3 separate regions of the Zea mays genome follow, and all the other regions are linked to region 2. A link is a contact called in public Hi-C data. All regions are on one chromosome and are shown on one strand. The core of a region is the stretch at or near the end of the contact, and the rest is flanking DNA. Distances in the headings are between cores, read along the strand shown.

Region 1 (2,700 bases), core at 79-2,578, 330 kb after region 2:
TTGTTTTGGAGTACAAAGTGTAAACTTATGACAGGATTCCAATTATTGTTGTTGTCTCAGGTCAAAGGTGGGATACCACCAGCAAAGGAACATTACCCTGACAGAGGATGATAAAGGATGCTAGTGCGGAGTACCACTAGATAGAGCAGCGATGCATGTAGGTCTACCATTTACACAAATGCATGGGGAGAGAAACCAGCCGCTGAACTGGTGGATTTCAGGATCCATTTACAAAAGACTGACGATCAGCAGCTACAAGGAACATGGGTCAGTAGCTGAACGACCTAGATGCATCCTAACCATACAGACTGGTCAGTGGTGGATTGCATGATGATCTGTAGCAGATGCACGCTGCGCTTGCAGCACCTTGTCAACCTTGGCAAGAAGATGTTGCATTTCTCCCACAAGACTGAGACTGTCCACGGCCGGCTTTGCATTCGCTTCTTGAGGTGACTTGGCTTTAGACGACAAGGACAAGATCATCTTCCCAAGATTGTTCCTAATATCTGTGAGAGGGAGCTTTGGAAGAGGCGTGATGGGAGGGAGATCCTGGACGCTCGGTGCTGCAAATGCGCCGCCAAGAGTCGCGGCACAGCTCAAGGCGCTCTCTGCTTGAGCCCTGGTGGCGAACACCACGCGCGCGGTGTGCTTGTTCTTGTCTTGGGTGATGCTGGTCTCGGAGTCGATCACAAAGCCAAACCTGCTGAAAGTGGAGAGGAGGTCCTCCCTGGAGGGCAGCGGAGTTCCCTCTGCCAAGTCCAGCACAAGTGCCACAGGATTCCCGACATAGCTGTGCTGCCCAACGGTCTTCATCGTCTTTCTCTTCCTCTTCTTGGCCAAGGACGATCCGTCGTCTGGGCCTGCATTAAGGTTGAGCATCATCTTGCGGCCAACACCAGCAGCTGATGGAGGCTTGCTGACACCATCGTCTTGGGAGGCACCGCCCGCGGCAGCATGGGAATCGGGATGGTCGTCGACGAAAATGCTGTTCCTGTTCCTGCTATCCATGGCCATGAAACGGAGGGCTGCCGCTTCCATCCCCTTACCCTGCCCGAGCGCTGAGGCTCGGAGAGTGGGGAGCACCTCCGCGCCGGAGACATGGGGTTGCCCCTCCTCTCGCTGCTTCTGGCTGCCGGCGGCCTTCTTTTCTTGGAGGACGCCTGTGTCGGTATAGGGAGGGGAGAGGTACCTGCTTCTCTTGCGCTCTCTCTTGGTGACGGCCAGGGCTGCCTCGTCCACGGCCGGATGGATCAGCTGGCTCTGGCTGCCGCCGCTCCCCTCCATAGCCATGGAAACGGGCGGCACGCGGCAGCTGGGGCGGCCACGGGCGACGGGACGGGGCGGGACGTGGCAGGACAAGAGTGAAGTCACCGCAGTTGAGTGCAGGGCGGGACCCGCCACTGTTTGATCGAGTTTTAGGCCTTGATCGTTTGTGTCGGATCGCATCCGGAATTGTTCCAGTTAAGGGCTTGTTCGGTTATTTCCAAAACACATGGATTAGATGGGATTGGAAAAAATTGAGAAGAAGTTTGACTTATTTGAGATTCAAACTCATCCAATCTCACTCAATCCACATGGATTGAGAGCTAACCAAACATGCCCTAATTAAAATTTATATAAATTAGAGAATCAATTCGGTTAGGAATCGTTCCGACTCATCAATCCGGCACAACGAACAAGACCTTATGGGGTTAGAATCGGGCTTTGCTTCTCAACCTATTTGTATGAGAATCGTTTATATGAAAATCTCTCAAATCAATATGAATGTACGATTCGTCAAGTCATTGTAAATAGAGAAATCTATCAATTAAGCTCTTTAATAGCCTAAACCGACAAGAGCTCCATAAGAGAGAGAGAGGAATAGAGTACTTCTCTTGATATAACATGCGAGACAATTACATACATAAGGTGGTGAAAATAAAGTACACATCACATCGGTGCTTTGTGGTTGCATTGTGGTTTAGGGTTACAGAAGATATATACTAGTTTCCTCTGGTAGCTAGTGCATGCTTAATCATCATATGCGTGCGAGGTGAATGGGGCATCCGTTTCTGAGCCTGGGAAACATTGCCCACTTCTCAAGGCTGGGGTCGTCGTCGGCCATCTCCCATCTCCATGTTGTAACAAGGTGGTGCAGAAAAATGAGCATCATGATTTTGGCGAGGTTCATCCCCAGGCAGGTTCTCCCGCCTGCTCCAAACACCAGGAAGCTGTACGGCTGCTTCGTGTGCATGCTATGCCCGCCTTTGAATCTTGAAGGATCAAACATGGTGGGGTTGTGGTAGAGCGTCGCATCGTAGTGTAGGGCCCTCGCATCAATGTTCACAATCCACCCCTTGTGGATGTGGAACCCTGCGACCTGGCAGTCCTCGAGTGCTACCCTTGGAAACCAGGAAACTATGCTCGCCATCCTCAATGATTCTTTAACCGTCTGCATGCAAATTAATGCAATAAGCAGCAAGAATTAATAACATTTAATTAATTTCCAGCTTGCTGATAGAGATGCATATGTATGTTGTGGATCGGACGACGGACAGACACCATGTATGCAAGCTCCATGCTGTTGAGATGTTGGAGGAGATCATGATCTGCCTCCTCCTGCTGCTGCTGCTGCTTCAGCTCCAGCTGAACTGACTGCATCAACAACAGATTCGGATTATTCGACATTTATCTGGTCTGGTGTGGGTGGACTACTGATGA
Region 2 (2,700 bases), core at 150-2,649:
AGTTAGCAAGTCTTCCTTAGTAAATGGTACTGAAGTAGCAATAGCATACACTGGTTGCCGGCCATTAGAAAACCGAGTAAACTGATGTTGAAGCTGGCACATATTTAATTTAAGGCATGGTTAGTTCTAGGCATTCCAACCAGCCTCCCAGCAAAACCAGCCTCTCTGCATTTGCGGGGAAAGCTTGCCTCACGTTTGCGGAAAAAAACGCTTGCCTCAGTTTATCTCTTTCATAGATCCAACTATCTCTACCCCTCTGAATTTGGGTCTACTCAGACTGTCTCCAACGATCCACTCCATCTCTCACCCCACCATACGTAGCCACGTAAGGGGCTTTAGAGGGAAATTACCCTTCAACAGCTCCTCAAGGCTCCCAATATAGGGAAGAGATAAAACTTCTCTACATATGAGGTGAGCATTATTCTTTGCCTATACTTTAATTACATCATTTTTTGTGATATTAATTCTATTTAAGCTATATAATCTGACAACAATGTGTATTATAATAATACAAATAGTATATGACTTCAAAAAAATAAAACAAATATATATAGATAGTATCTTTTATATAGGACAAATATGGGAGAAATGGTTGAAGTCGGTCTCTTCACGACTATATATGTATGTTGTCTTTTAATTGTATTTATGATCCAGAGTTTAAGGTTATATCGTACAGTCTTTTAACTGTCTTTTGTACTTATACTGACTCTCAGGTTGTACATGCCTTAAGGCAAGTAGCCAGGAATCATAACCAGTGCGCGCAGATTGATGGGCAAGATCAGTCGTTCCAATCAATCGCCTTGTACATGTCATACACCTATGCACGGCATGGATCATGGAGCAGCAAGTGCCAAGTATCCTAGGGTTTGCGGATCTTTAATGGCCGCAAATGCTAGCGCTAGTGTTTGTGGGAGGGAAAACAGGTTAGCCACAAAGTTGAGGAACGGCTAGCTCCTAGCTAGGACCTAGCCACCTAGGAGTAGCAGTAGCACTAGCACCCTAGGAATTTCAATTGCAAGAACCAAGCATAGCAAAGGGTAGGAGGAGGCGGTGGTGGAGATTGGAGAAAGGGTGCGTACGGGAGCCGGTGGATTCCCAGAGGATGGCCTCGCTCTGCTCGTAGTCGGGCTCCTTGATGACGTGCAGCAGCAGCAGGTGGTCGCCGGCGCGGAGCAGGTTGGTCGCCGCCCACTGCAGCGCCTCTCGGCTCCCCTGCGAGAAGTCCGTCGCCAGTCCCACCCACCTCTCGCCCTCGGCGCTCGCCATCTCCTCAAGCTCCTCTCTTCCAGGTTCTTTCCTCTCCTCGTACAGGTTCTTGACCTCGTGGGGGTCACTGTATGGACTGCGGATGGCGGTGGTAGAGGTGGCCTCTTGTCTATTTGATTGATGCCAAAGCCAAAGGACACTTGCCACGGAGGTGCATGTGGCAGTGACAATGATCCCTGCATATTTGCTTCCTTGACCTTGCCCCATCTCTTTTTCTGTGCAGACGTTTTTCGTCATCTTTTTTATCTCTTTCTCATGCTGCCATAGTAAGGTGTTGTTTGATCTATTTTATTTTATTTTAGTTTTTTAAATTGTTAAATACGAAAATTAAAATAGAGTTATGGTCTCCATATTTAACAATTTAGAGGATTGAAATAGAATAAAATAGAGTGACTAAAAATTAATCCCTAAAAACAACGGCAACAACTGTTATGCAAATAGTCCTTCTGTGTAAACGTGCAAGCAAATCATCTGATCCATTAGATCGTGATCCAACCACAAATACATTCATGGTTTCTTAGGGGTTTTTTTTATAAAGATTATTGAGCTGGTGGTGGAAGGGTTTAAGTGTTAAATGTGACATACGGTTCGAAGGGCTGTTTGGTTGGAGAGACTAAAAATTAGTCTCCCCATTTTAGTGTCATTTAGTCTCTAAATTGTCAAAAAGTGAGACTAAAATAGTGACTAAACTCTTTTAGTCTTTAGTCCCTCAAGGGGTGACTAAAGGGACTAAACCATATTAATTTTATCTTTTGCTCTTCCTTTATTTCAGTTACATTAATGGCAGTAGAATACTAAGGGGTGTTTTGGTCATCTTATGATTCATTTAATGTTTTTTTGAATATTTTTAGTCTTTATAACAAAACAGGGTATAGACTAAACTTTAGTCTCCTAACTAAATTTTAGTCCTTAGACTTAAAGAAACCAAACATGCCCTAAGAGCATCTCCAACAACGTGACCTATAAAAATGTCCTATAATTTGAAAATAAGTAAATTTTATAGAATTTAGGGCACCAACAAAACACCCCGCTCCAACAGTAAAGCCTCAAATCTAGATTATAGGGCAGCCCACTACGGTGTAGTATATTTGAGGCACTTGAGAGGGTGCCCTATAGTTTTTTGACAAAAATTTATGAAATAGGGCACTGTTGGAGTAGTTTTTCCTGTGTAGAGCCCCATATTTTAATTTGAGGCACTAGTTTGAGGCATTGTTGGAGATGCTCTAATATACTCCATCTATCACAAATTAAATTTGTTAATATACTCCATCTATCACAAATTAAATTTGTTGATTCAAACAATAATTAATAGAATAATTATTGTATGTATTATATAAATATCTAGATTCATAATCATCCATATGAATATGGACATAAAAACCTAGAGCTAAAACAACTAATACTTTAGAACGGAGAGAGTCTTTACTCCCGTTT
Region 3 (2,700 bases), core at 151-2,650, 270 kb before region 2:
CAACGGCGACCTGATGGTGCCTGCCGAATCCCACCACCACCACGGCACGGGCCGTCGTCGTCGGCCAACCTTCGGGTGGCGAGAGAGAGCGCGGCCCGGGTGGAAGCTTCTGAAATCAGGAAACGGTGGCGGACGATTTTGCCGTGGCCGTCGCTGTCTCAGTCTCGCTCGGGTTAATCGGGGGCGGTGGATCACGGCATTTTGTCCGTATCTCAGCAGACGCTTCTTTCTCGATCGAGCATGCATAGTACTAACACTAGCAGGATGTATGTAGCAGGATGCATAGTGCAAACATGGTAGCTTAGCTTAGCTCGACGGTCATCTAATCTACCCACCTGATGAGTGGGCAGGGCACACATGGTCGATGTGTCACACGTGCGCGTCGCTCTGAGAGGTACACATACACATTGCATCTATCTGCACCCGCCGGCGGCCCCACGTGGCCTGTGCTAGTAATAAGCATGTGCTCGCCACCATACCACCAGGGGGGGGGCACCGGCGGCCGACCGATCCATGCAGTGAGATCACGTAGAAAATCCAGAAGACACGGCGAGCTGGAGGAGTACATCCTCACTCCCCCGCGGAATTCGGCCATTTATATCGGTCGGTAACACAGCAAGGCATGGAGATGAAGCTAGGCTGCGAATAAATCCACCCACTCCACGAAGCTGCGCCGAATCAGTCCATGGCTGGCTGGGGCTTCTAGATCCATCACGGCGCACGTTTCAGCTTGGCTTTGCGTTGGTTACCCGGCCAATCTTGTTTTGTGTTTGAGATGGACCAAGAGTGAGGGCCGGCGACGTGGATCCGATCGAGTTGAATATATATGCGGCGAGAGCAGCGACCTTTGATGACATGTGAAAAGGACGTCTCCTCTTGGGTGGCCGTTCCGCTTCATCACACGAATACAAATCATGCATACGGCGATGTATATATGGTCGAATTAAATTTACACTCTCCCGGCCAATACAAGCAGCACATGCATGGTGCAATTCATCCATCAGTCCATGCAACATGCATATACGATACGGGTGTTCCGGGCGCAGCCAGCAGTCGTGGTCCCAGCAGAGCAGTGAGCAGAGACGGCAATTGAAAACTCCTCGAACAACTCGAAAGCGAGCTCCCCACCGGCCCACCCCGCACGGCACTAGCTAGCTACGACGTGGCGAAGACCCCTTCAAGTCGTGGCTCTCCCTCCGCAGACAGACACACAATTCCGCCCGCCCCCGCTATAACTATAAGTGCCACGCCGGGCGCGCGAGCGGCGGCGACCCGCGCAGCAGCTCCGAACCTTCTCCCAGTCCCAGGCAGCCAGCGCAGGAAGCTCACCGGGAAGCCGGTGCAATCACACACCACACATCCCCGCTACAAATCCCAGCCCCCGGTCGACATCCCTCCCACTCCTCCCCCATGCGCACCGGCACCGGCACCGGCAGCTCACCGATCCCCGGAGCCGCTACTATAAGTACAAAGCTTCCCCGGCGGCGGTCCACCCGGCCATGGCGGCAGTCGGAGCGCGCCCAGTGCTGTACCACCACCACCCCCACCCGGCGCCGGCGGGCGGCGCCCCCGCCCCCATGTCCTCTTCCTACTTCTCCCGCGGCGGAGGCAGCTCCAGCCCCGCGTCCAGCCTCTCCGCCGCGCACTTGGACATATCCGAGTTCCTCTTCGACGACGCCTCCGTCGTCGTGCCGCCGGACGCCAGTGGTGGCGGTGCGATCAGCGCAGGCGGCGCTGGGTGAGTGGCGTGCTTGGCACCTGTTTCTGCTTTGGGCCTTCCGTTCATTGGTCTGAACCGTACCCGGCGGCGGGCTGTGCCTGTGTGGGCGTTTCAGGAGCGCGGCGGCGCCGGAGCGGCCGCGCACGGACCGGATCGCGTTCCGGACGAGGTCGGAGGTCGAGGTCCTGGACGACGGCTACAAGTGGAGGAAGTACGGCAAGAAGTCCGTCAAGAACAGCCCCAACCCAAGGTAGCTAACTGTGTGCGTCCCAATTTACAACACCACACGACTGGACTGCTAGCGCACTCACTTCACGACAACTGTTCTGTCAGGAACTACTACCGGTGCTCGACGGAAGGGTGCAACGTGAAGAAGCGGGTGGAGCGGGACAGGGACGACCCCGGCTACGTGGTCACCACGTACGAGGGGACGCACAACCACGCCAGCCCCAGCACGGTGTACTACGCCAGCCAGGACGCCGCCTCCGGCCGCTTCTTCGTCGCCGGCACGCAGCCGCCGGGGCCGGGGCCGGGCTCCCTCGTCAACTAATATTATCCATCCCGACGGCCGTGTAATAAGATGTACAGACTCTGTCCCAATGGATGTTGGACCCGATTCTTAGTTACATCTTGTATGCAGTGCAGGTGTGGCTGAACGCTCCCCAGGCAGGAGGCATCAGTCGCAGCCCTTGGCTACGCCGGCCGTGCCACCAGGCCCTAGCCATGTTTGCAGACTCCGCATGGGTAGGCACTGAAGCAAACTAGTAGACCTTTTTGGCTCTTGTACACAAACTGAACTATATGAAACTTTGGTACTACTTTTTTTTCCCTGTCAAATATACCCCCTCCGGCCTTCCATTCATCAGGTATGTTTGTATGAGATTGCAAGCCCAGTGTGTGTGTGTGTGTGTGTGGGAGTTACAATATACACGCTGACACACCAACACCAAACTACACACTGGACCCTGGAGTACAAAACT

The links. Hi-C and Micro-C count contacts between places; a contact is called where the count stands out from the background.
Region 1: a Hi-C map of tassel shows a contact between it and region 2, with 2.5 times the contacts expected there. The contact joins the promoter of LOC100278491 here to the promoter of LOC100282352 in region 2. A contact is called at or near these places in 2 of 25 Hi-C or Micro-C datasets (ear and tassel).
Region 3: a contact with region 2 is called in a Hi-C map of leaf, with 9 times the contacts expected there. The contact joins the promoter of LOC100281947 here to the promoter of LOC100282352 in region 2. A contact is called at or near these places in 5 of 25 Hi-C or Micro-C datasets (bundle sheath, ear, leaf and 2 more) and 1 of 3 datasets of contacts at active chromatin or transcription factors (leaf).

The regions. Positions count from the first base shown.
Region 1 is chr8:139,030,594-139,033,293 of Zm-B73-REFERENCE-NAM-5.0, reverse strand. LOC100278491 reads right to left here and starts at 1,328. Exons shown (of 1, transcript NM_001151753.2): 1 at 113-1,328. The coding sequence starts at 1,290. The coding sequence ends at 313. LOC100501664 (putative cytochrome P450 superfamily protein) reads right to left here. Exons shown (of 4, transcript NM_001196342.2): 3 at 2,542-2,634; 4 at 1,852-2,431. The coding sequence ends at 2,018.
Region 2 is chr8:139,357,740-139,360,439 of Zm-B73-REFERENCE-NAM-5.0, reverse strand. LOC100282352 reads right to left here and starts at 1,399. Exons shown (of 4, transcript NM_001155264.3): 1 at 1,080-1,399. The coding sequence starts at 1,266.
Region 3 is chr8:139,630,819-139,633,518 of Zm-B73-REFERENCE-NAM-5.0, reverse strand. LOC100281947 reads left to right here and starts at 1,400. Exons shown (of 3, transcript NM_001371805.1): 1 at 1,400-1,738; 2 at 1,836-1,970; 3 at 2,054-2,551. The coding sequence starts at 1,500. The coding sequence ends at 2,270. It also overlaps a transcript of LOC103635987 not described here.